Regions from separate parts of the Mus musculus genome. Here regions 1, 2 and 3 are each linked to region 4. The links are chromatin contacts, called in public Hi-C and promoter capture Hi-C maps. All regions are on one chromosome and are shown on one strand. The core of a region is the stretch at or near the end of the contact, and the rest is flanking DNA. Distances in the headings are between cores, read along the strand shown. Region 1 has its middle 98 kb from the start of Gm34187. Region 2 has its middle 46 kb from the start of H2al1a. Region 3 has its middle 130 kb from the start of Gm34187. Region 4 holds the start of Mid1ip1 (Mid1 interacting protein 1 (gastrulation specific G12-like (zebrafish))).

Evidence for each region. Promoter capture Hi-C pulls out the DNA fragments that hold promoters and counts their contacts. Hi-C and Micro-C count contacts between places; a contact is called where the count stands out from the background.
Region 1: a promoter capture Hi-C map of hippocampal neurons shows a contact between it and region 4, with 3 times the contacts expected there. The contact joins the enhancer-like site here to the promoter of Mid1ip1 in region 4. A contact is called at or near these places in 6 of 39 promoter capture datasets (the 3T3-L1 cell line, 3T3-L1-derived adipocytes, frontonasal cranial neural crest and 3 more), 2 of 484 Hi-C or Micro-C datasets (adipose-derived mesenchymal stem cells and myocytes) and 8 of 115 datasets of contacts at active chromatin or transcription factors (T-cell acute lymphoblastic leukemia, astrocytes, embryonic forebrain and 4 more).
Region 2: a contact with region 4 is called in a Hi-C map of uterus, with 2.4 times the contacts expected there. The contact joins the enhancer-like site here to the promoter of Mid1ip1 in region 4. A contact is called at or near these places in 4 of 39 promoter capture datasets (the 3T3-L1 cell line and hippocampal neurons), 3 of 484 Hi-C or Micro-C datasets (all in uterus) and 6 of 115 datasets of contacts at active chromatin or transcription factors (VIP interneurons, astrocytes, bone marrow-derived macrophages and 3 more).
Region 3: a promoter capture Hi-C map of pre-B cells shows a contact between it and region 4, with 4 times the contacts expected there. The contact joins the enhancer-like site here to the promoter of Mid1ip1 in region 4. A contact is called at or near these places in 6 of 39 promoter capture datasets (the 3T3-L1 cell line, the HPC-7 cell line, cranial neural crest and 3 more), 2 of 484 Hi-C or Micro-C datasets (B cells and pre-B cells), 3 of 115 datasets of contacts at active chromatin or transcription factors (astrocytes, differentiating embryonic stem cells and embryonic forebrain) and 2 of 9 other capture datasets (embryonic stem cells and liver).

Annotation. Positions count from the first base shown.
Region 1 is chrX:11,629,569-11,633,789 of GRCm38.p6, reverse strand. No RefSeq gene overlaps it. Among named protein-coding and RNA genes, the nearest start is that of Gm34187, 98 kb to the right of the region's middle. Within about 2 kb of position 1,744, at least 39 of the 459 cell types and tissues checked have an H3K27ac peak or open chromatin away from gene starts, as enhancers often do. A contact at or near this core is called in embryonic forebrain and hippocampal neurons, where this site is marked.
Region 2 is chrX:11,251,327-11,255,732 of GRCm38.p6, reverse strand. No RefSeq gene overlaps it. Among named protein-coding and RNA genes, the nearest start is that of H2al1a, 46 kb to the left of the region's middle. Within about 2 kb of position 1,457, at least 28 of the 459 cell types and tissues checked have an H3K27ac peak or open chromatin away from gene starts, as enhancers often do. A contact at or near this core is called in uterus, where this site is marked.
Region 3 is chrX:11,661,808-11,666,266 of GRCm38.p6, reverse strand. No RefSeq gene overlaps it. Among named protein-coding and RNA genes, the nearest start is that of Gm34187, 130 kb to the right of the region's middle. Within about 2 kb of position 1,781, at least 286 of the 459 cell types and tissues checked have an H3K27ac peak or open chromatin away from gene starts, as enhancers often do. A contact at or near this core is called in the HPC-7 cell line, differentiating embryonic stem cells, embryonic forebrain and 2 more, where this site is marked.
Region 4 is chrX:10,715,177-10,719,135 of GRCm38.p6, reverse strand. Mid1ip1 (Mid1 interacting protein 1 (gastrulation specific G12-like (zebrafish))) reads right to left here and starts at 1,771. Exons shown (of 2, transcript NM_026524.4): 1 at 1,432-1,771; 2 at 1-1,149. The coding sequence starts at 906. The coding sequence ends at 358.

The sequences.
Region 1 (4,221 bases), core at 495-2,994, 910 kb before region 4:
CCTGTCTCCAAACCTGCCCCCGCCAACACACACACACAAAGGGTATTCTGTACAGAAAGGCAGAGCCTCTGTCTCATTCATCTCAGTGGCTTCGATGCCTACAGCAGCACCAGAGCACACACTAGCAACCAATGACTGGATTCTTTTAGTACTGACTTTGAGAACTAGTTTACCATAGACACTGTTTGGAAACTCATTCTCCTTAGTCCTCTCCTAGTGTTCTGGATTGGAATGAACTCTGGAAAAGCCTGGCTTGCTGGGATTGAAAAGATATCTACCAGCAATTTTCAAAGAAACCACAAATTAATTTGGCCTTAAGGCCCATGTTTTACTCATTAGTCAACTGGCAGATGTAAAAGATGCTGTAGAAGGGGAAGAGCAAAGACGTGGAAGGCTTGAAGGGAGGATGGGAAATGGAATCACAGGTCCTCAGGTGAGCGTGAAGAGCCCCATGCTGGTTAGGAAGGGGAACTCTTCAAGAGTTGAAGGTTTGAGTGGGGACAAAATTATGATCAGTTTTCGGGAGGATTAAACTAAGGGGATGCTGTTTGGAGAAGGGTGGGGGTGGGTAAGTGTAAGGAACTGTCTGGGCAAAGACATGGAGCTGGGACATATAATGAATTAGGCTCCTCGGTGTGGGTGTGGGTTGAGCACCTTGCCATATTTGGAAAAACAAAACAAAACAAAACAAAACAACAACAACAACAAAAAACGGCACCGCTCACTAAGAGATCTCTCTTCCTTGACCCATGGGCAGTAGGTAGGAGATTACATGCCCTCTATTATCATTAGATGACCTACTTAGGAGCTGGGGAAGCAGCTCAATAGTAGAGCCCTGGGTTCAAGCCTCAGCACTATAAACAAACAAAATTAGCCCAACGGCTAAAAGTGCTTGCCTTTTGGGGTAATTGAACATAGGCCTGGACTATGCTGAGCAAGCACTGTACTGTCCTGAGCTCTGTTCTTAGACCTCCTCTCATTTCTTTTAATTCAGGGGTTCACTCTATAGTCCAGGCAGGTCTCGAACTTGAACTCCTCCTGCCTCAACCTCCTGAGTAGTGGAGATTACAGGCCTCTGCTATCAGATCCTGCTGAGAGGAAAAGAAATCTCTTGATGGCAGTTTACAGAGACACAGATGAGATGGCTCATGTTAGGTGAAGCAGGAGGACACTGGCCACAAGCTGCACACCTTGGCCCTCCACTGTTTTGCCTGTGTGACCCTAGGCAGGCTAACTTAACTTCATTGAGGCTCAGCTTCTTCCCTTGTAAATTGTAGAGGCGATCTACCTGAGAGGCTGGTGGGTGGCTTAAGTGAGGACACATACTGACAGTGTGAGAACTGTGCTGTCCCCAACGTTCTAGTTTAATGAGACGTTACCACAATATCTTGCCCACATGCTGTAGAAGTCTGAGCTCAGCTGTCAGTTACCCGGAGACACACAGGTCTAGAGTCCGGGTTTTGAGCTCTTGGGCTTAGCTCCTCCACCCACGGGCTCCTCTCTGCCTGAAAGCAGATGGTCGGGGAGACAGACAAAGCCAGACAGGAGAAGCAGCAACTTGCTCTTGAACCAGCTGACAACCCCCCCTCTCTCCTCCCAGCCTCACCCTAGGCCGGGAGCGCGTGCTGGGAAGAGGATTAAATCAATGGCAATTCACATCTCTCCAGAAACCGGCTCCCTGATCCGAACTAATAAGCAAATCATTAGTGAATTAGGGCTGGGGAGGGCTCAGCGCAGCGTTCCTTCTCCTCTGGCTGAACGTACAGCGACAGGCGTCAAAACCCCAACCACTTTCCTAGGCGACCTTGAGATGATCACACCACAGAGGCTATTTTTGTGCTAAAACAACAACCGCGAGACCCCCTTCCCAACTCAGCCAGATCCCAGAACCTCCGGAGCTACGACAGGCAAGCTGGACCTTTCTTCCTCCTACTGCAGCTAACCACAGCCAATGGCACGAAACCTTGCCTTCCTTACCGTGCTGTAAACCCTGAGTATGTTTGCAACAGTGAGGACAACCAGAAGCCAAACTGCCTTCCCCTCCCCCAGCCCTGGGCACAAACTTGGCCCCCTTGCTTATTTCCTGGTGAAAGCCCATTATCTCTCATTTACATCTAAACTAGCTTTTCATACTATTTTAAAGGCCGCTCCTCCCCTTCTGTAATCTCCCTGTGCATGAATTAAAAGTTGATTCTTGAAACGCACAAATCTTGGGGGCAGTTTCTTTTTCCTCCTTATTTGCATACGCTGTTTTGGACTAACCCTTTTATTTCCTCCCAATTATGATTTCTGGTGTGTTTTCCAGAGCTTTACAACATGGCATCTGATTATACACAAAGCTTCAGAATAAAGCCCTGTTTTTCCCTTCATTAACGACACAAAGGATGGCTGTATGATCCACACAGCACTTTGTGATTTAATACAGCTTACGCTCTAAATCGCACCCGGCTTGGGCAAAGCAGATTTGGGAGTGAATCAACGCATTTTCTTGCTGCCAGGAGCTCCCTTGCAGATTCCAGCAAATTCTTTCACCACACGGAATTAGCATTTGATTAAGCTCTGCAGACACGTTCAAACTTTTACCACTGAGTCCTGGCAGGGTTGTAGTAATCTGCCGAGAAGGAGAGGCATCTAGAACAGCCACGACTACCTGACCTGTCCCCAACAGATTGAGGGAGAGGGTACCTGAAAGTGAGCAGAGGGTGTGTGTGTGTGTGTGTGTGTGTGTGTGTGTGTGTCTGACAGTGAGGGGCGTTGGATGTCTACTTGAGTTAGGACCTTTCTTTCCTACACTTAACCCTGGACAAGCTTTCTCACTTAGCGTGCTTTCTAACGGAGCACTGCAATGATAGTTATGACTTAGGACTCAGGAGGCATATGACCTTCAACTAGAACCTGCCTGGTCTCAGGTTCAGGGAAATGGGACTCAGCATCCCTGTCGAGTCCCAAGGTCCTTTGGCTGGAGTTGCTTCCAGGACGGCTTCCAGCTAAGCTTCCCAGAAGCCTGAGTGGAAAATCTCGTCCATTTCCATTATGCAAATACAAGAAGCGGAAGTTTATCAAACTGGGGCTTTGTACCTCGAAAGTGGGTGTGCCAGCATGGGGGGCTATAAAGGCTTTATTGCCACAAGTTTGGGGTGATTGCTTCCCTCGCAAATGCCGGGAGCAGGATTGAATTATGCAGGTCTTCCAAACAGGTGGCAATAAAAACTTTACAGTCTCCCACACCATCACATATTTTGTTTATGCCTCTTAGGTGTCTTATTTTGTTAGAGGCTTTTTCTTCCTTTTTTTTTTTAACTCTTCTGTTACTATGGAAACAGAAATAGGTGGAGGTGTTTCTGGCTACCTGTTTTGGTAGATGGAACGCAAGTGAACTATCACTGGGCACTCTGATAGATGGAATAACTGACGTCTGGGGAGGGTAGGAACTAATTAGTTCTGGAATATCATAGCTCTTGAATTCTTTCTTTGGGGAAGAGAGGGAGTGAAGGGGAACATGTCCATTTCACAGATGGTAAAACAGAGGGACAAAACAGGTCTTTTTTGCAGTCAGCAAGCCAGAAGAAAACAGCAAAAGGGCCAAGAAACTTAGTGTCTGGTTTTCTAGGGCTGCAAAGCCAAAATTAGTGATGCCCTTTTGGTAACCTGAGGTCAGACTGCAGTGACATCTGCTGGCAGAGACAGAAGTGGCCCTAGCAGGATTTTCCGTTGCTGGCAACTGCCAGGCCAGGAGCTTGTGGGTCTGTCTGGTTCCCAGTGTTGGCTCCTAGGTGACTTCCTTGGCTGGGAAAGAGAGTTGCACAGCCCTCCCCTTGTCCTGACTGAGTTAAGAGAAGCAGAGTGAGATGGTGAGTCATGGATGTTGTGAGGACTTGGGTCCAGATCCCAGATACCCTTCCCTATTCTAGAAGGTACAAGTCACTGGCCGGTGGGAGGAAATATCCAAGATAGGTTTGTTGGTTCTTGTTGCTAACCAGAGAGTTCTCTCGCTTGGGGGTCCTGGGTCTCTTTTTGGAGAGGTTCCAACTCTTATTTTTTACAGGAAAACTAGGATGAAGAAGGCAGTTAAAGGCAGTTCCAAGGAATTCGAATGATGCCCAGAGACATTGTCAGCAACTGCAGAGAAGAGGAGCCCCTGAAGGGAGAACATGTCCCTTGGGGACACTCATGTACACGATGGCATCCTCACTAGAATGAGGAAGTTGGTGGGGGAGCTCA
Region 2 (4,406 bases), core at 208-2,707, 540 kb before region 4:
ACCTCCTTATGGCCCCCTTACACAGCTCACAGCCTCGAGCACTTTTGAAAAAAGCAAAGCTCTGTGCTCTTCCCACTCCATATCAATCCTACAATCCTATAGGCAGTGGCCACTTCTGTGGGAAAGAAAATTGAGGCTTAGGGAACAGGTCTGTAGCAGAATCGGATTTGAACTGAAGTCTGTGGGTCCCGTTGCTGGGGGATCCTAGATCTTTGCTCCCATAGAGCCCTCCCAGGCCCCTCCCTTCTCCTTTGACTGCTCCTCTCAGCATCTGCATCAGGGGTTACTCCTTCCCCAGGGGAGTGCCTGGCTGGGATGCCTGCCTTCCCTCTTGGACCCCACTTCACCTTGGTCCCCTGGACTCTTACAAGCCACTCTTCATCTGACAGTACAGCCTGGCCTGGCACTGTCTGGGCACCTGCAATGGTGGAATATGTCTACATGTTGGTATTTTGATGGCATTGCCTCCCATCTCACAGGCAGGTCCTGAATATGCAGCATCTTTCCCTTTCTTCCTGCTCCTGTCAGGCCCCATCATTCACTTGATTTAGGCCACAACATCCCATTTAGTTGCACATCAGCCATTGGTCACAAAATTCCCTATAGCTGGAGTAGGGCCTTAACGAACTCTCATCAACAATGCAAGGCCTAGTGGCTACTGGCCTCCTCTTCATCTCCTGCCTCCCCCTGCCTTCCCCTCCTGCCTCAGCCCTCAGGGACCACAATGGGGAAATTGTCCTGTAATCGCATTTTACATGCACGTGGATCGAGTCACTTCTCTCATCTGGTTATCTTTGGAAACACTGGGAGGGAAGAGGATATTAAAGAAAATCCTCCTTTGCTTCCATCTTGAAAAAAAAAAAAAGGCAGCCCATTTTGAGTCACTACCTTATCTTTAAAGAAACCCGACATGGAAAAGGCAGGGCGATACGATCTATGACTTCATCAGCTTGTCCTCTGAAGTTGTTTTAAGCTTTCCCATCCCCCTATAGGCCCCTTCATTTCCTGTTTTCAATCTCTAATAGCAAGGAATACACAGTCTCTCAGAGCTAAGTGAGCATTGCTGGTGGTAGCGGTGGGAGGCGGGGGTTGGGGAGGTGGTGGTGGGGGGGGGATGCTGCGTCAGTGCAGGAAGCTGACCAGAGAGGAAGCTTTTAAAGTCCAAACTGGAATCTGGCCGCAAGTTAGGAAATGGTTTGAATTCACATTTTATTTTTCCCTTCACTTTGTGGTCAGCGACTCTGCTTGCTTCGTGCTCTCAGAAGAACTGCTGATTGGGAAGACCTTAACTGCAATTTAAAAACTGCAAAAGGTTTCAACAGAAAAGGAAAGGAAGACTTTTGCATTTCATAACAGGAATTTTCAGCGACTTCTTTCAAGATGCTCCAAATGCCTCCCAGACGCTCTTGCGTCAGCTCTTGCCTCCTCCCACGGTCGAGGCCATGGAACTGGTACCATCTGAATCATTACATGCAGGGGAAAACAGAGACACCCACTTGTTCCTGCTTACCCAGCAAGTCAGCACAACATTGTGACAGTTGTTTTCCCAGGCCCAACCAGCTTTGGGTGTTGTGTGTGTGTGTGTGTGTGTGTGTGTGTGTGTGTGTGTGCCACCCAAGTACTTGTATGAGTACATGCATAGGATCAGGGTAATAATTACAGTGTCAAGAGGAAAGAAAAGCCACCTACCTCTGGCTCTGGTTGTCATTTGTGGAGGTGGAGTTCCTGAGTTCTGGTTTGTGCTCCATCTTTTCTGTCAGTAGAAGGGTCTTTGGGTGGGCTGTTATTGGTTGCCATGGTAATAGTGCCAGCCATTCTCTTGTCAGTCAGAGAATGACATCCACTGAAGGGGCATCACAGAAAGACGTTCCCATCTGCCAAGCTCATTTGAGGGGCTGAGCACATGGTGCCTTCCCTGAAAATCAATTCTCTGGGGGTCCCAAGTTCTTTCGAAACCCTCAACTGGCTTTCTACTTCTTAGTTCTCATCTTCACTACATCTGTGTGGGGCCTGAGCATACATATACAGACCTCAGGTTAGAGAGCAAAGCTGCCACCTACTGCTGAAGGGTAGACTTCTCTGGCATGTGTCTGAGGCCAGAGTTTGAGTCCTCTTGCCTGAAAAGCTGATGTGGGACAGGACTGGTCCCTTGTTCTAAGGAACATAGTAGGCATTGTCAATATACTGCTCATATACCCTTGCCCATCCCACGTTAGTGAATGTGAGGAGAGGGCAAGAAAAAAACGGGAGAGGCAGAACACCAAGAGTAGTGGCCAAAAGGCCTAAAGGTCTGCATAACCAAAATGGCTGGATTATATAGCAATCCGAGAAGCTGGTGGAACGAAAAGTCAGGCACAGTCCATGGCCTGGAGAGGTTTAGGATAGGGGGTAGGGTATGCCAGCCAGAAGGATCCTGTAGCCAGGTAGGGACTGAGGGATGCTGGGAGAACTTGATGGCCAACATTCAATTTGATATGTTAATAGGCACCTCAGTTAGCCATTCAAAACCTACCAGTGAGTGCCTCTTGCTATAGTTTGGATGAGTGTCCCTTAAAAGTCCATAAGTAAAAGAGTGGTTCCCATTATGGAGATATTGGGAGACAGTGTGCACCTTTAAGAGGTGAAGCCTAAAGGGAGGTCCTTATGTCAATGTTGCTGTAACCTACCCCTATGCTTCTCAGTTGGCGACATGAGCATCTCCTGAATGTCTTCCAGACAGACCTTCTTGCTATTATGTGCCCGCTTCCCTCACTGTTGGTATAAATGGGGCTACCCAGTTTTAGACACTAACATCTACAACCATGAGCCTAAACAAACCTCTCTGTTCTAGCTTGCTTTCCATAGTTGTGATAAACACCACAACCAATAGCAACATGGAGAGGAAAGGGTTTAAGTTTATAGCTTACAGTCCATCCTGAAGGAAAGTCAGAGCAGGAGCTCAAGGCTGGAGCCTAGAGCCAGGAACTGAGCTAGAGACTGTGGCTTATGGCTTATGGCATATGCTTTCCATGGCTTCCTTAATTTGATTCTTTATACAACCCAGCACCTTCGGCCTAGGGGTGGTACTGCCCATAGTAGAATGGACCCTCCCAAAGCAATCATCATTAGGAAAATGCCCAACAGACATACCCACAGGCCAATCTGATGGAGGCAGTTCCTCAATTGAGTTTTCCTCTTCCCATATGATTCTAGTTTGTGTTGAGTTAATCAAAGCTAACCAGGATACTCTCTTTACTTCATAAACAGTCTTTGTTAGTTTCTTTCCTATATGTATGTGTCTGCATACATGTTCACAAATGTATGGGTACGCATGTGGATATGAATGTGCATGCACATGTACATGCAGATGGATAGAGGCCCAATGTTAATGCACGCAAATGCTAGTCCTTCTGCCTTATTCTTTGAGCAGGTTCTCTCAATAAAACTCAGATCACACTGATATGACCAGTCTCACTAGTCAGCTTGTTCCAGAGAGCTCTTGCCTCTGCCTTCTAAGGCATGATTGCCAATGGCAGCCATGCCTACCCAGCATGCATGTGGGTTTGGGGCATCCAAGCTCTAGTCTTTTTGTTTGCTTGGCAAGTGGTTTAAGTTTTGTTTGTTTGTTTGTTTTGTTTTTGGGGGGTCTTTTTTTGTTTGTTTGTTTTTGGGTTTTGTTTTGTTTTGAGCCATTTCTCCAGTCATGTCAGATCTTTTATGTTAATGACATGACATGGCCCAACTTCTAGCCAACAGTCCCTTTACCTTTGCCTCAAACCAACTCCTTTATCACAGAGATGTACTAATAAGTGTGCCAGTGCGGGTGCTCAGGGCCAGAGCACCAGTGTGAGTAACCCTTTTCTCACCTCAGTATAGATACCGTCAGGCACTGACCAACAGGCTTTCTGAGTCTCAGGTAGACCCAGTAGGCTTCAGCTCTTGGGGATGAAAGCAGCGAGTGACTTAGCAATGCCCTGTTTCATCTTCCCATGCTCCTCACTACTGTTTTCTCAGATTTCTTCCCAAAGAAACCATGTGTGCTTCTGGAAACGCAAACCTTCTGCCACCATAGCCATGGGGCAGTCCCTTCTAAGGCTATGACACATGTTTCTAGAAATTGTTCTCAACTGCTCAATAGTTAAGGCTGAGAGCATCTCTGACATCATCCCAACTTTTCCCCTATTTTCTCTTTATTTCATAGTTTTCAAAGTCTTGTACATAACCCCTTACACATTGCCAATGCTTCTATACATTTTGCAGAAGGAAAAAAAACTATGGTGTGAAGTTTGGCTTCATCTGATCTTAGGTAAAGCAGGGACCAAAACACATGTGTTTGGATTCATGTTTCAAAGTACTTTCATGTACACATATGAATGTATAAGTGCGTGCTGTGGACTTTTTCCCCTCCTCAACTTTTCTCTGCTTTC
Region 3 (4,459 bases), core at 532-3,031, 950 kb before region 4:
ATTCTCCACTGAACCCAAATACAAATGATTTCTCTGGGAATTTAGACCTTCAATCTGAAGGCTCTTGTGTCATGTAAAATGTCAATTAACTAAATTTGTTACGCTTTTTCTCTTCTCCCTACCCTGTTATTTGTTCTAGGGATACCACTGTGACTCTCAGGATGGCTTAAGACTCTCCACCACTCACTTTCTGTCCCTACAAAGTTGTACCTTAATAATAGAAAAAATCAATAGAAAGTGGACATCTTCCAACTGGTTACTTTGGTGAGAGTTGCCTTGAAAACCCAAGGGAAAGGGTTCTAGATAGGGAGTCTTCAGAAGAAACTGCCCACTTCCTCTGAGAGGTGACAGTCTCTCTTCAGGCAAATGATGCTGGAATGCCCCCGGGACTGCCCTCAGCTGCTGATGGTTCTCTAAGGTCGTTCTGGGGCCAGCATGGGGCTTTCCCAGAAGACCCACAAGTCCCTAAGGCCTTTCTTTTTCCTGCATTCCAAGTCTGAAAGCTAGCTGCAAGCCCGGCTGTTCACAGGAAGCTTCCGTGACTTGGAGTCTCACATACTCTAGAGTGGGTTGGAACTGGGCTTACTGGAGGCAGTAGGAACTGGATGGAGTAAAGTCCACAGGGCCAGTCTGCTGGCATTCTTGGCAGTTTGAGGCTGGGCCACAGGAGGAGTCACTATCCTGGGGCAGTGGGGCTTATGGTCAGTTGTAGCTGCTGGGCGGGCTTCTCGAAAGCGGGTAACCTAGCTGGAGACCAGCTTAGCTTCCCTGTGTCCCTCCATCTCCCTCAACCCTTTAAAAGCTCAGCGGGCTTCTGTTAACATCTTCCCGGCCTTGGAGAGGGGGTTAACACCAGAAACCCCACTCTCCACACCTCCCCAGCAGGAAGTCCCCCACCGCACTCTTTGACACAGACAAGCCCACCCGACCGGCTGTCGCCCGAGCCCGCCAAGCGTAGCTGATTCTGATCCAGTGTCATTAATTTCGAAACCCGCGTGGGTTTCATCAGCATTAAGGAGAAGCTGGGTTCGCTGCCGCCCCCGCCATCTTCCCTCTCCACCAGTGACCGTGTCCTCAGGGAAGAAGGGGACTTGTGGGCGACCCGAGTTCCCCAAGCAGCGCGATGAAGCCCCCCAAAAGACCCCCCTCCCCTCCGCCTGGAGCGTTGAGTCCTTGGCACTTCTCCGGGGACAACAGGGCGGCCCGGAGGGCAGCCGGAGGCCCTGGCACGGCCGCGGGGTAATTGGAGAACCTCGGAGGCCAGATGGGGGTGGGGATGTACCCTGGGGCTGCGGGTCCCGTCCGGCCGAGACCTTGGAGGGGGCTGGCCGGGCACCGCGAGGCCATTAGGGGCTCGGTCGCTCCGCACCCTCCCTGCGGCTCCGCCCGCTCATTAGAGGAGGCCTGGCCGGCCGGTTCGCCTCCTCCGGCCGCCAATTACCCGCCCTGCTGGCTCCCAGCGCGCCGCGGGGCCAGACAAAGGCGCGGGCCGCGGGCGGGCGGGGGAGGAGGACGGGGGAGGGGCGGGGAAGGGAGGGAGCCCTGGGCGCCCGCGCCTGCAGAGCCGCGGCGGCGGCGGCGGCGAGATAAGGGCTGCTGGGGCGTCGCGCTCCAAATGGAAATGAATCCAGCGAGCGGGCGCGGCGGGCGAGCCCAGCAGCCAGGCCCCCTTCGCCCCCGCGGCTTTAGCTCCACGACCCCAACAAGTCTAGAGACCCATCCACCCTTGGCACCCGGAGTGCCAGCCACCCCCTTCCTCCCTGAGCTGTTGCTGCCCGTTGAGAAAGTGCTGGAGCGAGGGCACGCCACGTGCCTCCCTCTCCATTGCTCCGGAAACCTCGCCGGGAGGGTTGTGCTTAGCTCGGTGAAGCTAACCAAAGCCTTCTAGGCTTGCTTGCTCACCACACCCCTCCTCCCCAGAGCTAGTCTGGCACAGCCAAGTTGGGGGTTTGGGGGGAGGGGGTATAGGCATGGCAGCGCCTAGCCTTGCTGATGGTCAACCCCCCCCCCCCGGGCCCCGCTTCTCTTTCTTTTAATATTTGCAAAATGAGGCTTTGAGAGGCGAAATTATTTTTTTCACAATTCCACGGGTTAGTGGCAGCATCTAGGCCATAGTTCGCAGCCTTCTAACATTTTCAATATCCTGACTTTTCCAGGGGAAAAAAAAAATAAAACGCAACCCGCGTAAATCTTCACTATGATATTTTCAGCTGTCCTTTGCAGAGCCTTTCTCACTGGAGTGGCTTTTCGTGTGAGGGAAAACAGGCTAGGACCTCCCAGCTAGTCACAATGACTTCCGCAGAGGACATTTAGTTCCTCAGGTTGCCTTCTGAAAACCATGGATACTTGTTCATTAATTAAATACAAGATTATTAGGCAGGATATAAGCTTTGGTTTCCAGAATCGGTAAGCCAGGAGGGCCCAGGTTTGGAGCCTGAGTTTGTAATGTGCCCTGCCCTAGTTCTCCTGTCTTGGGGGTGGGGTGGGGAGGGGTGAGGCTAGGAGACTCCTGGGGTGCCACAGGGAATTGCCCATTGTTCTTTGGTGACATCTGTCTCCCTGGCTGCCAAAGGCTTTAAGAGGCAGCTTCCTTTTCAGTCCAGCACAGGGACAGTACAGTGCTGGAACAGTCCTGGTAAGGGTCAGGGAGACTCGAGCCTCAGGGCATGCCTGTGGGATGAAATGTAGACCGCCCCAAATGAAGACAAATGTCCCTCAATAAAGTGCTATTCCCAAGGGTCCTCCTTGCTGTCTGCTGTCAGCAAGGTTTAGGGCTCCTGAGGTCAAGGTCTTCCTCCTAGCCCGTGTCCCCCCCCCCCCACACCGCTCCCAGGCTACTTAGCTTCACACAGAGAATACCCAGTAGGGGCCCTGGCCTCCTCCTCCTCCTGCCTCAGAGAGCAGGCACTAAGCCAGAGGCTGAGGGAGCTAGCCAGGGAAGCTTGATGCAGATCATTCTGTCCTCTCTGGTGAAGCACCACCAGGAGCCAGGCCATGTCTGCTGGAAGAGAGGAACCCTCCTTCATGTGCATGCCAGGGAGAACCTGCCTCACGCCCCAGTTATCGGTTCCTAGCAGTTGCTGACCTCCTCAAACCCTGTCCTGAATCATCTTACACTCACCCACCGAAAAGGCCCAGCCAATGGCCTCAACGCAACTAACTCCCCAGGTGCCCCCTTAATCAAAAATTAAGAAAAGGTATAGTCAGAGGGATTCAGGACCCTTGCTGTGTCCGTCTGCTCCCTTCTCATTGGTCAGTGGGGATGACAGCTATCCAAAGCGACTAGTTTTGACAAAATAAATTAGGTTGGTGACCTATTAGTGAACTGGAGGCAATTCACCCTTAACTAGCCTTTCTGTGGAGGCTCCAAATAGCTCTTCCATGATTTCATGGTTTTGTTTTTTGTTTGTTTGTTTGTTTTTTTAGTAAGCTCTGGCCTCCTCTGTGGTCCTGTTTTCAAATGCTTCTTACATCTTAATTTTTGTAAATTATGGGCCCTGGCTATTGGGGCAGCCAGGGAGGGGTGGCTGCCAATATGGAAGAGATATTATTTTCCCCTCTCCTCCCCAGATCTGCCATTTGCCTGGAAGGATCTTTGAGGAAAGCATCCAGACCTGATGTTAAATCCCCCAGAAGGGAGAATGGGCCAACCTGGTCCTCAGCATCCCAGATGAGATATCTCAGGAAACTGGAAGGAGCTTCCACAGCCTTGTTTTTGATGATGAACACCTGTGTGTGACAATGATGGGAACAGCAGCTGATGAAGGTCCCTTCCTCCATACACACCCAGAGATAGGTAAGCAGATAGCCCAAGCAGCACACAGCGTTGCTTAAACCAAGGATTCCTGAACTGGAGAACACAAAGCTGCCCTCTTGCCCTAGCTACCTCCGATTTCCCTTGGGAACTAGGGGAAGACACGGAGTTCTTTCAGGCTAGGGACGTACCCTTTTCAGAAGTCTGTTGGGATGCCCCTGGCCACCCCAGAGTGTAGCTCCTTGCAGTTGCCCTGGGCGTCTTCCTGGCTGGATACCCTTGGGCCAGATGCTGAACTGCAAGCCTCTGTTTTCCCGTGTTCACAATGAAAATAAAAGTCCTAGCATCCCAGTGCTGTTGTTTGATGAAAAAAGGCAATGCACCTCCCCCCCCCCCTCACCGCCCCCCCCAACACACACCCTTGAGATAGGGTTTTTGCTAGGTAGCCTTGGTGGGCCTGTAGTGTACTCTGTAGACCAGGTCTGCCTTGGGTTCCCTGTGATCCACCTGCCTCTGCCTCCTTATTGTTGGGATCAAAGACATGCATACCTGGTCTTTCTCTGTCTTTTTAATAAAATTCCCATTGTTCATCTGAACTCAGTGCAGTATATTTGGTTGTAGAGGGAAAGCAGATAGTCTGAGTTCAGTCATGCACAGGCTGTTTCAGAAACTGTACTAGGTCTCTCAGCTAAGGTGACTGATTCC
Region 4 (3,959 bases), core at 522-3,021:
CAACCCAGCACTGTGCCCTGGCATGGCCCTTTCTCAGGCCCTTCTCTTCCGGAAAGAAAAACAGAAAAGAAACCCCAAGAAAGGCACAGGCTGAATGAAGGACATCGGCCCAGTTCCATTCCCACCAACACAGAGTAGGCCCCCTCCGGGGGTCTTTGAACCCCCCTCTCTGGCGACTACTTTCCTCTGCTCTCGCGATGAGGCCCTCTTCTCCACACTAACCCCACCAAGTACACAGCCCAACTTTACAGTGTGCCCTTCGCGCCCCACAACCAGGAAGAAAATAGCTTGGAGGAAAGAGAGGGGTGGTAGAGCCGACCCGAGAGAGGGTGCTGGGCAGCGGGGACAGCCCCCGCCTCAGTGGCCCCAATTACTGAAGCCGATCTCCTGCTTGTATCTATTGGTGAGGATGTTGGCTTTTCGGGTGAGTTTGGAGAGCACGGTGTGCAGCCCGCGCAGGTGGTAGTGGAACTGCTGCTCCAGATCTTCCTCGCCCGCATCCGCGCTCTCCAAGTGACTCAGGCCCACCAGGATGTCCTTGGGCTTCCAGGTGCTCTCCTCGCTCCCGGCCGGCGGAGACGAAGGCTGGTGCAGGACTCCCCACTCGATATCATTGCGGATGGACTTGAGCAGCACGTAGTGGCTGTACATGTCCCGGGAGGGCGCGAAAAAGCTTTCATTGGCGCTGCCCGGGCTTGGGGCCGGGGTCGTGCGCTCCTCCAGGCAGCCGCCACTGCCGCCTACCTCCACGCTGACCTCGTCTATCTCCGGCTCGGACAGGGGTACGTCGCGCAGCAGACTGGGCACCATCACCGTCTGGTCCATGTTGTTCACCGCGCCAATGAAGCGATTCATGGCGTTAAAGAGCGAGTGCTTCTGGTTATATGTGTCGCAGATTTGCATCATGGTGGCCGAGCGGGCGCGGAAACACAGGGACGCTGGTACACGGAGATAGACCGCTGGCGATGCCGCCTTCAAGCGCTCTCAGAGGCTGATGCCGGGAGCCTGCTTGAAGCCGGTGTGACGGGATTCCCAGATCCTTCTCCGCCCTCTCTAACTTGCTTCTTTCTCAGCTCAGCCCTTCGTGAGGCCCGGCTGCTCTTATCTTTGGCTCAGGATTGACGGTGGGTGGCTGGGTCTAGCCTTTTTCTGCTTGGGAGACAGAGACGAAAAGAACAAATTACCCACCCGGTTAGGATGCCCGGCATCCGGTCCGCGCGATGCTCCCACCCTGACCAAGGCTGGCCAGAGAAGGCACAAGGGTGGTTCCTTGGGACCAGCCGGTATCACCTCCTCCAATACTAGCAGAAGACCTTTGAAAAAAAAGGAGAAAAAAATCTCCCCCATCCCGGACTCTCTGGTTTCTCCCTTCTAAAACCTAAGCGAAAGCAACCATATTAGCCCGGGCTGCCAAAGGGCGGGGACACCCACCTCTTGCACTGCGAAATCCCCTGGTTCTCAGTGCTTGCGTTGCGGACGGTGGCTGCCCAAGGGCGCTGCTGCGGTCACTGATCGGACTGTGAGTAAGGGCGACTGTGGTTGCTCCGGCCCCCTGCCCATTCCAGGTGCTCAATTTATAGTCCGGGAAAGGTGTCCCAGGCGCCCAGGACCACCCCTGATGTCTCCTCCTCCTACCTCCTCCAGCAGCACAGATAAAAGGTCCCAGCCCTGACCGCGAGTAACACTCGCCCAACCCTTTCTACCGCGGGGGCGGGGCACGCCGGGTGGCTCCGCCTCTCGCCTGATACCCGGGCTAAGGCAGGGCGGCCCAGCAGGGCAAGGCAGGGTAGGGCTGGGAGGATGGAGCGGCCGCACCCCAGCACCAAACCCAGAACAAGCTGTTTGGGGGAGGGAGGGCGAGGCACTGAGCCCAAGGAGCCGCCGTCCAAACCAGAGGGCGGACTGGCGCGCGCGGGCTGGGCGGGCTTGGCGCGCACTCTCCGGGTGGGATGACCGGAATGCTTGTGTGTCCGGGTTGCAAAAGAGCCCCTCAATCCTGAACCTAGAGTGACTGCAGTCCGGAAATTTAGCCTCGATTTATTATTAGACGTCGGGTAAGAGGGATTCACAGCTGCCCTGACTCCATACTTGGGAATCTTATGTAAGAAGAGTTAGCAGGACATGCCGGATGCACGTGGACATGGGGTGCTCCCTCCACGGCCCAGGTCGTGGTCAGCTGCAGGGGGATGGGAACACTGAGGCATTTGCTTCCCTCCTGGCGGGGTCTTTCCTACTACTGCTGCCAGGTATGAAGAGCACCCTGGTCATCTGATCTATAGTTTTGTGTCCCCCACCAAGAGATAAGAGCATGGCAATGGAGTGTGAACTTGGGCCTTGTGGCCCTTTTGGCTATCAAAAAGACTAGGAGAAGGTGGCAGAAGTTAGGACTGGTGTTGGGTATATCTTATCATTTAAAGAAAAAAAATGGGAGTATACCCAATAACTTTCTGGAGTGTGTGTCAAGTGCTCCTTTCAAAAGATAGTTCTTAAGCAAGGGTTACTTAATAAGCCTAAGCTGTGTACCATAGCCCTGGATCTACCTTTCAAGTTTTACACTTGAAACTCCTCTTTCAGGTTCCCAGCCCTGAGCCCATACTCATTTCCCATCTCATTTCCTTTGCCACATCCCTCAACCTCCAGTCAGCTCTTCCATTCCTCCAGATAAGATGACTCAGGCTTCTAATTTTAAATTTCTTCCCACTAAAGTCTTCGGGGGGAAGTTTTAGTATGGCATTCCCCTGCAAGACAAAAAAGCGCCCCAAACAAGGAGAGACACTTATGCATGTGGGTTTGTTTGTTTGTTTGTTTTTTCTTGAAGGACTGGTACTGTCTACCGAAAATCATGTCTCTTTTCAATTTTGAAGGGAACAAGAGCTGATAACAGACAGAAAAGTCATTGGTAACTCTAGAACCCAGACTGGCAAATCTCCATCTCCCTCTGGTTTACTGGTTCTAGATCATAACCCATGCTTCCAATGCTTTCTTATGTATGTATGTATGTATGTATGTATGTATGTATGTATGTATGTATGGAGACACAGTCCCAGCCAGCCAGCCAGCTTGATTTGGAACGACAGCTACTCATCCTTCTGATTCAGTGTCCCATGTTCTTTTAAACATGAAATAATGTTTGTTATCTGCCCCGTGGAGCTAAGGAGATCAGTGGAAAGAAGAATGTAGATGGGAAACATGCATTGTGTAAACCTGACACATAACAATAACCTCAGCCTTTCTCTTCTTATGCCCAGATTTGAAAACTTTTCCACCCTCTGTTTGTCAACAAAATGGAGTGTCTCCCATGAGAGAAAAATTTCCAGTGTTGCTTTAGCAATAAAAAGGAACTTCTTCTTGGGCTATGGCAAAGGGTTCTATTAGGGTTCAATGAGGTATCGGCGGTAAAACTCTTCACTGTGTACACTGTAAAGTACTTAGGGCTTCATCACAGTTTAGAGGCATTTTCTGCCAAGAGTCTGAACCCTTAAAAATAGGGAAATAGGCTAAGATGAACCAGAGAGGACCTCACCCTCACCTTTACCACTTCTTCTGCACAGAGGTGTTCAAAACAGTCCAGGCTTGTTTTAACCCTTATGGCAGACAAGAGCCAAGGAAGAGAGCTTTAGAAAAACACATTACCTGGTTACCAGTAGTTGATGTTTCTCATAACTTAAAATGTAGTTTGACCCCTTCTGAGACCCAGACCCTCTGGATATTTTAAGTATGCACCCTAATGAAAATTTGGAATTGCTTTGGGTTATTAAATGCTGGAATCCTGCCTTCTTTTCTCTAACAGCTCCCAGAAAACGGAAATCCCAACTGCCTAGTAAAGGCATCCCACTTTGAAAATTAGCTAAGCCGTGGAGAAAGCCTCTAGCCCCTTCCCTTTGGCCTCCATCCTTCATCTGGATCAATTTCCTTCCTTCTGCTTGGATCTTCTAGTGTCTTGACTCTCGGTTGCTGTT